Linked DNA regions of Mus musculus: region 2 is linked to region 1. The links are chromatin contacts, called in public Micro-C maps. All regions are on one chromosome and are shown on one strand. The core of a region is the stretch at or near the end of the contact, and the rest is flanking DNA. Distances in the headings are between cores, read along the strand shown.

Region 1 (2,700 bases), core at 117-2,616:
ACATAGGTAGTAGAGCTGGGTGAAGAGATTCCAGTGGGCAGAGACCTGTATTATATCCAAATAACTCATTATAGATGGCTGAGTCAGGTCCGTGTCCCCAAATGATGGTTAGGAATATATCAGAAAACCACAGAGTAATTAGCCCCGTGCCTCAGATTGTGTCACTTTGTAACTTGGGTTTAAATTATGACTCCGTCTCTGAGCATGTTTACACAGCCTCTCCTCTTTCTTTGGAGAGTGTTGGTTCTAGGTGTCAGCACCTGTGACAAGCCTTCCTTACCTGTGAAGCCTCCTGTGTAGATGACTGTCTATGTCAGTTGTGAGATTAGTGAGGGGAGGGGTTTGAGATAACCTTCCCAACCCCGTTTCTCCCTTTCTAGTAATTGTTTTTTATCTTTGTCCTATAGGACTATAAAACTTAATTTTTTCTTAATGGCTATAAAATAGCATAAAGAAAATTATGATTGCTGTTCATGATCTTGCTCAGTCCCTGCTGCTGCTTTATAATTTTAAGAGTTTTCTTCATGCATAGAGAGATGCAGGTATTAAGAGTACTTATGAAAAAAATAACCCTTACAGTTATATTTGAACATTTTCGTAATTTAAATTTTTCCAGGAATACTTTTCCTTTTAAATTCATTATTGAACTATGGATTTTGAAGGGACAAAACCCCATGGAGCTGTATTTTATCTAGCAGAGCATCCATATTCCAGCTGCCGTGGGGGATCCTCCGCCTGTTTGGATGATCTCAGCCCGGAGTGAAGGATGCTCTCGGGGAATGAACCTGTTGAGAATGGCTGAAAGTGCTCGGGGGCTCTCAAGAGAAACTTCAAAAGAAAACCTCGACCTGTGATAAGCTTTCATGTCTATTTTAGATTTCAGCTATAATCATTTGAAACTCTTGTATCTGGTATATTATTCAGAGTCTGATAGATTTTAGTACCAAAGGAAGGTGGCTTTAGTTTCCAAGCATGGAGGCTTGTTACACGATCCCCTCTATGGTTCAGTCTTAACCTGTGGTGACAGAGCTGTGGTGACAGAGCTGTGGTGACAGAGCTGTGGTGACAGAGCTGTGGTGACAGAGCTGTGCTGTCAGAGCTGTGGTGACAGAGCTGTGGTGACAGCTGTGGTGACAGAGCTGTGCTGTCAGAGCTGTGGTGACAGAGCTGTGGTGACAGAGCTGTGGTGACAGAGCTGTGGTGACAGAGCTGTGGTGACAGAGCTTTGCTGTCAGAGCTGTGGTGACAGAGCTGTGGTGACAGAGCTGTGGTGACAGAGCTGTGGTGACAGAGCTGTGCTGTCAGAGCTGTGCTGTCAGAGCTGTGGTGACAGAGCTGAGGTGACAGAGCTGTGGTGACAGAGCTGTGGTGACAGAGCTGTGCTGTCAGAGCTGTGGTGACAGCTGTGGTGACAGAGCTGTGGTGACAGAGCTGTGGTGACAGAGCTGTGGTGACAGCCCTATCAGAATTTGCTGGTGAAGGAGAAGCGGAGCCTTACACCCTCTGGGGTCTGGCATCAGCTCTGCTGCTTGCTGGGCAGGGAGTCCATTGAGCTCTCGGGGCTTCCTCTTCTCGTCTGTGGTGGCTGCGGTATTATACTGTGCTCTGAGGACCAACTTGAAGGAATTAGAGTGCCTACACTCTAATTCCTTCAGCAGAGTCTATGCCGAGTCCTGAGAAGGTTAACAGTTGACACAGAACATGATGCTGTTCCCACCCCAGCTGCTGGGCACTACTGTGCTGGGCGGTTTGGCCGACTCACCTCACTCTGTCGCCTTTGCTCTTAGCTCCCAGTGTCCTCTTGTGGACCCACTGTCTTGTCTTCATTTGAAAACTCTGGCAAAACCTGTTCCCCACCATCTCTGCAATGCTGAATTGTTCCTGTCTGTTCCTTGTGCATCTGAAAAGTCTCATTTTCTTTTCATACTGTGTGGCCGAGTTGTATGTGCGCTGTGGGAGCTCGGGATTTAAGTACATGTTGTAAGCCAGAGTAGTTCTCTTACATGTGTGTAATATAGTAATGCCTGTTTCTTAAAGAATATACTATATGCTTTGCAAACATCACCTCAGTCTTTACATAGAACATCTAGGGGACAGGCATTGTCCTCTTAAGAAATTGAGTTGACATTAAGAAATTGACATACCCAGCGCAGAGTACAGCCTTGGTTTAACGTCAGTCTCTGAACATGTTTATGCAGCCTCCGTGGAGAGTGGCAGTTTTAGGATTCAGCACTGGAGACACCCTCCCGACCTGGGAAGCATTATGTGTAGAGTACCTCAGAGTCCCAGACATGAATCTCAATGGAGAGACGATTCTGATGGCAAACCAGCAAACACCCAAGGGATGTTTTCTTTTAAATAGAATTTTATTTTCTCAGCTTGAAAATGGATTAATCTTGTCTGCGTGTGACCAACAGTGCCTAACACTGGGGCTTCTCCTCTGTTTGAGCACCGACCTGCTTGCTCTGCCTTATGCTGCCCTCAGTTGGGATGGCAGGTATGGGCCATCCCATAGGCTAGTTTTGTTCAGCAGGTGTTAAGTTGAACCTGCTAGCAGGATGAGTTCAGCAGAGGGTACATTTGTCCCGCTGCTTGTGTTTCTAGTATTCTCTGAATTTTTTTTTTTTTTTTTTGGTTTTTCGAGACAGGGTTTCTCTGTATACCCCTGGCTGTCCTGGAACTCACTCTGTAGACCAGGCT
Region 2 (2,700 bases), core at 35-2,534, 300 kb before region 1:
TCCTTTTGATCTCTACAACAGGTGTGAGGAGCCTGTCACACGTCATCCCCTTGAGATGGCTGAGTTGATGCGTAATGACAAATTGTGATTCAGAGGCAGAGAGAAAAAAAGTGGAGAGAAGGCAGGAGGTTGGAAAGCCCAACCCCAGCTTCTGCTGGGCGGACCACAGTTAGGGGCCCTTCTGCTCTGTAGTAACGGGGCCTCCATCAATCCCTTGTTCTTTTTACTAACCTCTGCAAAAACAGTCTACATGTGTCTTGTTTGTAAAAGGAAAGTGTGTGTTCGTGCATGTGTGTGTGCGCGTTCGAGTGTGTGTGTGTGTGTGTGTGTGTGTGTGTGTGTGTACACATTTGAGTGCAAGTGCTATGTGTTTTGGTTTGGAGATGTATCCCCAGATCCCATGAAGTAAAATAAAGGTTTAGGTCCCACACTGGGCACAGTTGGGGGGCAGTGCAGCCTCTGAAGAGGTGGAGCCTAGTGAGAGCTGATCCCAGGACTGGGGTGCATCTGGCTGGGGTGTTGAGCTCATAGCCTCTCCCTCTTTCCTCTGTTGGGAGCCATGAGGTGCTGCCCCACCACTGGCTGAAAGCCACAGAGCTGAAAAGGGCCACAGAAAACTTAAATCCCCAAACTTGTGAGCCAAAGTAACCCTCTTCTCTTCGGAAGCTGATTGTCTTCGGTATGTGTTGGAGAGGTGGAGACTTGACGAATACAAGGTGTTCATGGGGAGCCCAACCAAGTAACACATCAGCTGTTCAGCTCTTGGATCCAATAATCAATCAATCTGTCTCTGTCTCTGTCTCTCTCTCTCTCTCTGTCTCTCTCCCTCTGTGTGTGTGTGTGTGTGTGTGTGTGTGTGTGTGTGTGTGTACTGTAGCATAGGTTCTGAGGGTAGAAGAGGTCAGAGGACAGCTTCAGGAGTTACTTCTCTCCTTCCAGCATATGCTCGAGGATGGAGTTCTGGTAGCCGGGCACAGTGGTAGCAAGTGCCCTTGCCCACTTGAGCCATCTTGCCAGAGCCTCAGTCTTTCAGACTGACATTTCACTATATTAGCTTCCCAGCCCTGGAGGTAGAAACTTTTGTTTTTCTAGGCTTTAGCCTAAGCACGCCACCTTTTTTACTGCAAGCACAGTTTGGCTCCTGACTAGACCTTGGGCTTTGGGTCTGTCCGTTCAACGGTCAGATAAAGTCTACTGAGAACACATGTTGGCACACTGACCGTATGGAAAGCTCCCTCCCCACAGCAACTCTCCAGGGCAAGCTGAATGGAAGAGTTGAGTCACTATGACTGGGAACAGCGAGAAAATGTCCTTATCTGTGAATGGGGGATCAAATAACAGGGTCGCATGAGTGTTGGAACTAGTATGTGATAAGGGGAGCAGCTTTCAGATAAGAGTGTGTGAAATTGGTCTCTGGAAAGCTGTAATGTACAATCCAAAAGCCACTAAGGAACTTAGTCAAAAAGACAATTACCCACAAAGCAAGCAAGCCAAGGTGTGCTCGCCCATAGCCAAGAGCCAGAGAAACACCCACAGCCCTGATGGTGGCTGCATAGAACCCATTGTGGTGGTAGACAACAAGTCAGGAGAAAGTAGCCACTGGGGCTGGGGCTGGGGGGACTATGGATTCCCCTACTTCCTGGGGAGAGATGCAGGGACTTTTACCACCCCCCCCCCCAGCATAGCTGTCAGGACACACCTCTCAGGACTATCCAAGGGCTCATTGTGTCTTTTCCCCCATGCTCAAGGAAGGAGAAAGACAGGAAGAAGCCCCTTCATGCCCCTGAGAAACCAAGGAATACTCTTTATGAATTGAAGGCATCCCGTTTCCCAACATTGAACACATATAAAATAACAGAATAAAAAATAAATCTACAGGTAAGTTTCCTAGTAGCCATAAAATAGCTAAACCACAACATAAGCAGTTAGTAATGACAATAAGTGATCAGCAATAATTAACATAAGTAATTAGCGTGTGAAAGCTGGTAGCACAGCAGGCAAGAGCAGGGAACAGTGGTTACCCCTCTCCCACATCAACTGCTAAGAACCAGGGACTGAACTGCCCACCAGAGTCAGGCCATCCCAGAGCTACCACGTGTGACACAGACTCTCTAAGACTCAACTGCCTCATTCTCTATATGTGTATATGCATGTGTGTGTGTCCTCATGTATGTGTGTGTACACATATAAATGTTTGTATGTGTGTGTATGTGCAATTATGTGTGTGTGTACCAGCATGCTCACATGTGTGTATGTTTGTATATGTTTGTATGTGTGCATATATGTGTGAGTGTGTGTGTATGAGTATGTGTGCGTGCATACATGCATGCATGTGTATGTGTTTGTGTGTGCACATGAAAGCCAGAAGACAAACTTTGGGGGTTAATAATTAGGCCCTGTCTCCTTGTTTTCTTTTACTGGCCTGGAACTCACCAAGTAGTCTAGACTGGCTGGTCAGCGAGCACCAAGGAGCTGCTCGTCTTTGCCTCCCCGGCTGAGATTACGTCTGTGGGCCTCCATGCACACATTGTGGAGTTTGAACTCCAGAATCTTAGGCTTACACACCGAGCTCTGTACTTACTGAGCTATGTCCCCAGAGCAGTTGCCTCCTTTTGAAATTGATGGCAAACCTACTTCAAAAACCCTCCCTTAATGGTTGTTAGTATCTAAGAGAGTGTGTATACATTTCTTGGGTAACCC

Evidence for each region. Hi-C and Micro-C count contacts between places; a contact is called where the count stands out from the background.
Region 2: a Micro-C map of the G1E-ER4 cell line shows a contact between it and region 1. The contact joins two enhancer-like sites. A contact is called at or near these places in 11 of 484 Hi-C or Micro-C datasets (the 3T3-L1 cell line, the G1E-ER4 cell line, the HPC-7 cell line and 7 more), 1 of 115 datasets of contacts at active chromatin or transcription factors (neural progenitor cells) and 4 of 9 other capture datasets (adipose tissue, embryonic stem cells, liver and 1 more).

Annotation. Positions count from the first base shown.
Region 1 is chr17:30,517,652-30,520,351 of GRCm38.p6, reverse strand. The region is part of intron 4 of Btbd9 (BTB (POZ) domain containing 9); the gene reads left to right. Among named protein-coding and RNA genes, the nearest start is that of Btbd9, 57 kb to the left of the region's middle. Within about 2 kb of position 1,366, at least 80 of the 459 cell types and tissues checked have an H3K27ac peak or open chromatin away from gene starts, as enhancers often do. A contact at or near this core is called in the G1E-ER4 cell line, where this site is marked.
Region 2 is chr17:30,819,910-30,822,609 of GRCm38.p6, reverse strand. The region is part of intron 85 of Dnah8 (dynein, axonemal, heavy chain 8); the gene reads right to left. Among named protein-coding and RNA genes, the nearest start is that of Gm41561, 37 kb to the left of the region's middle. Within about 2 kb of position 1,284, at least 9 of the 459 cell types and tissues checked have an H3K27ac peak or open chromatin away from gene starts, as enhancers often do. A contact at or near this core is called in the G1E-ER4 cell line, where this site is marked.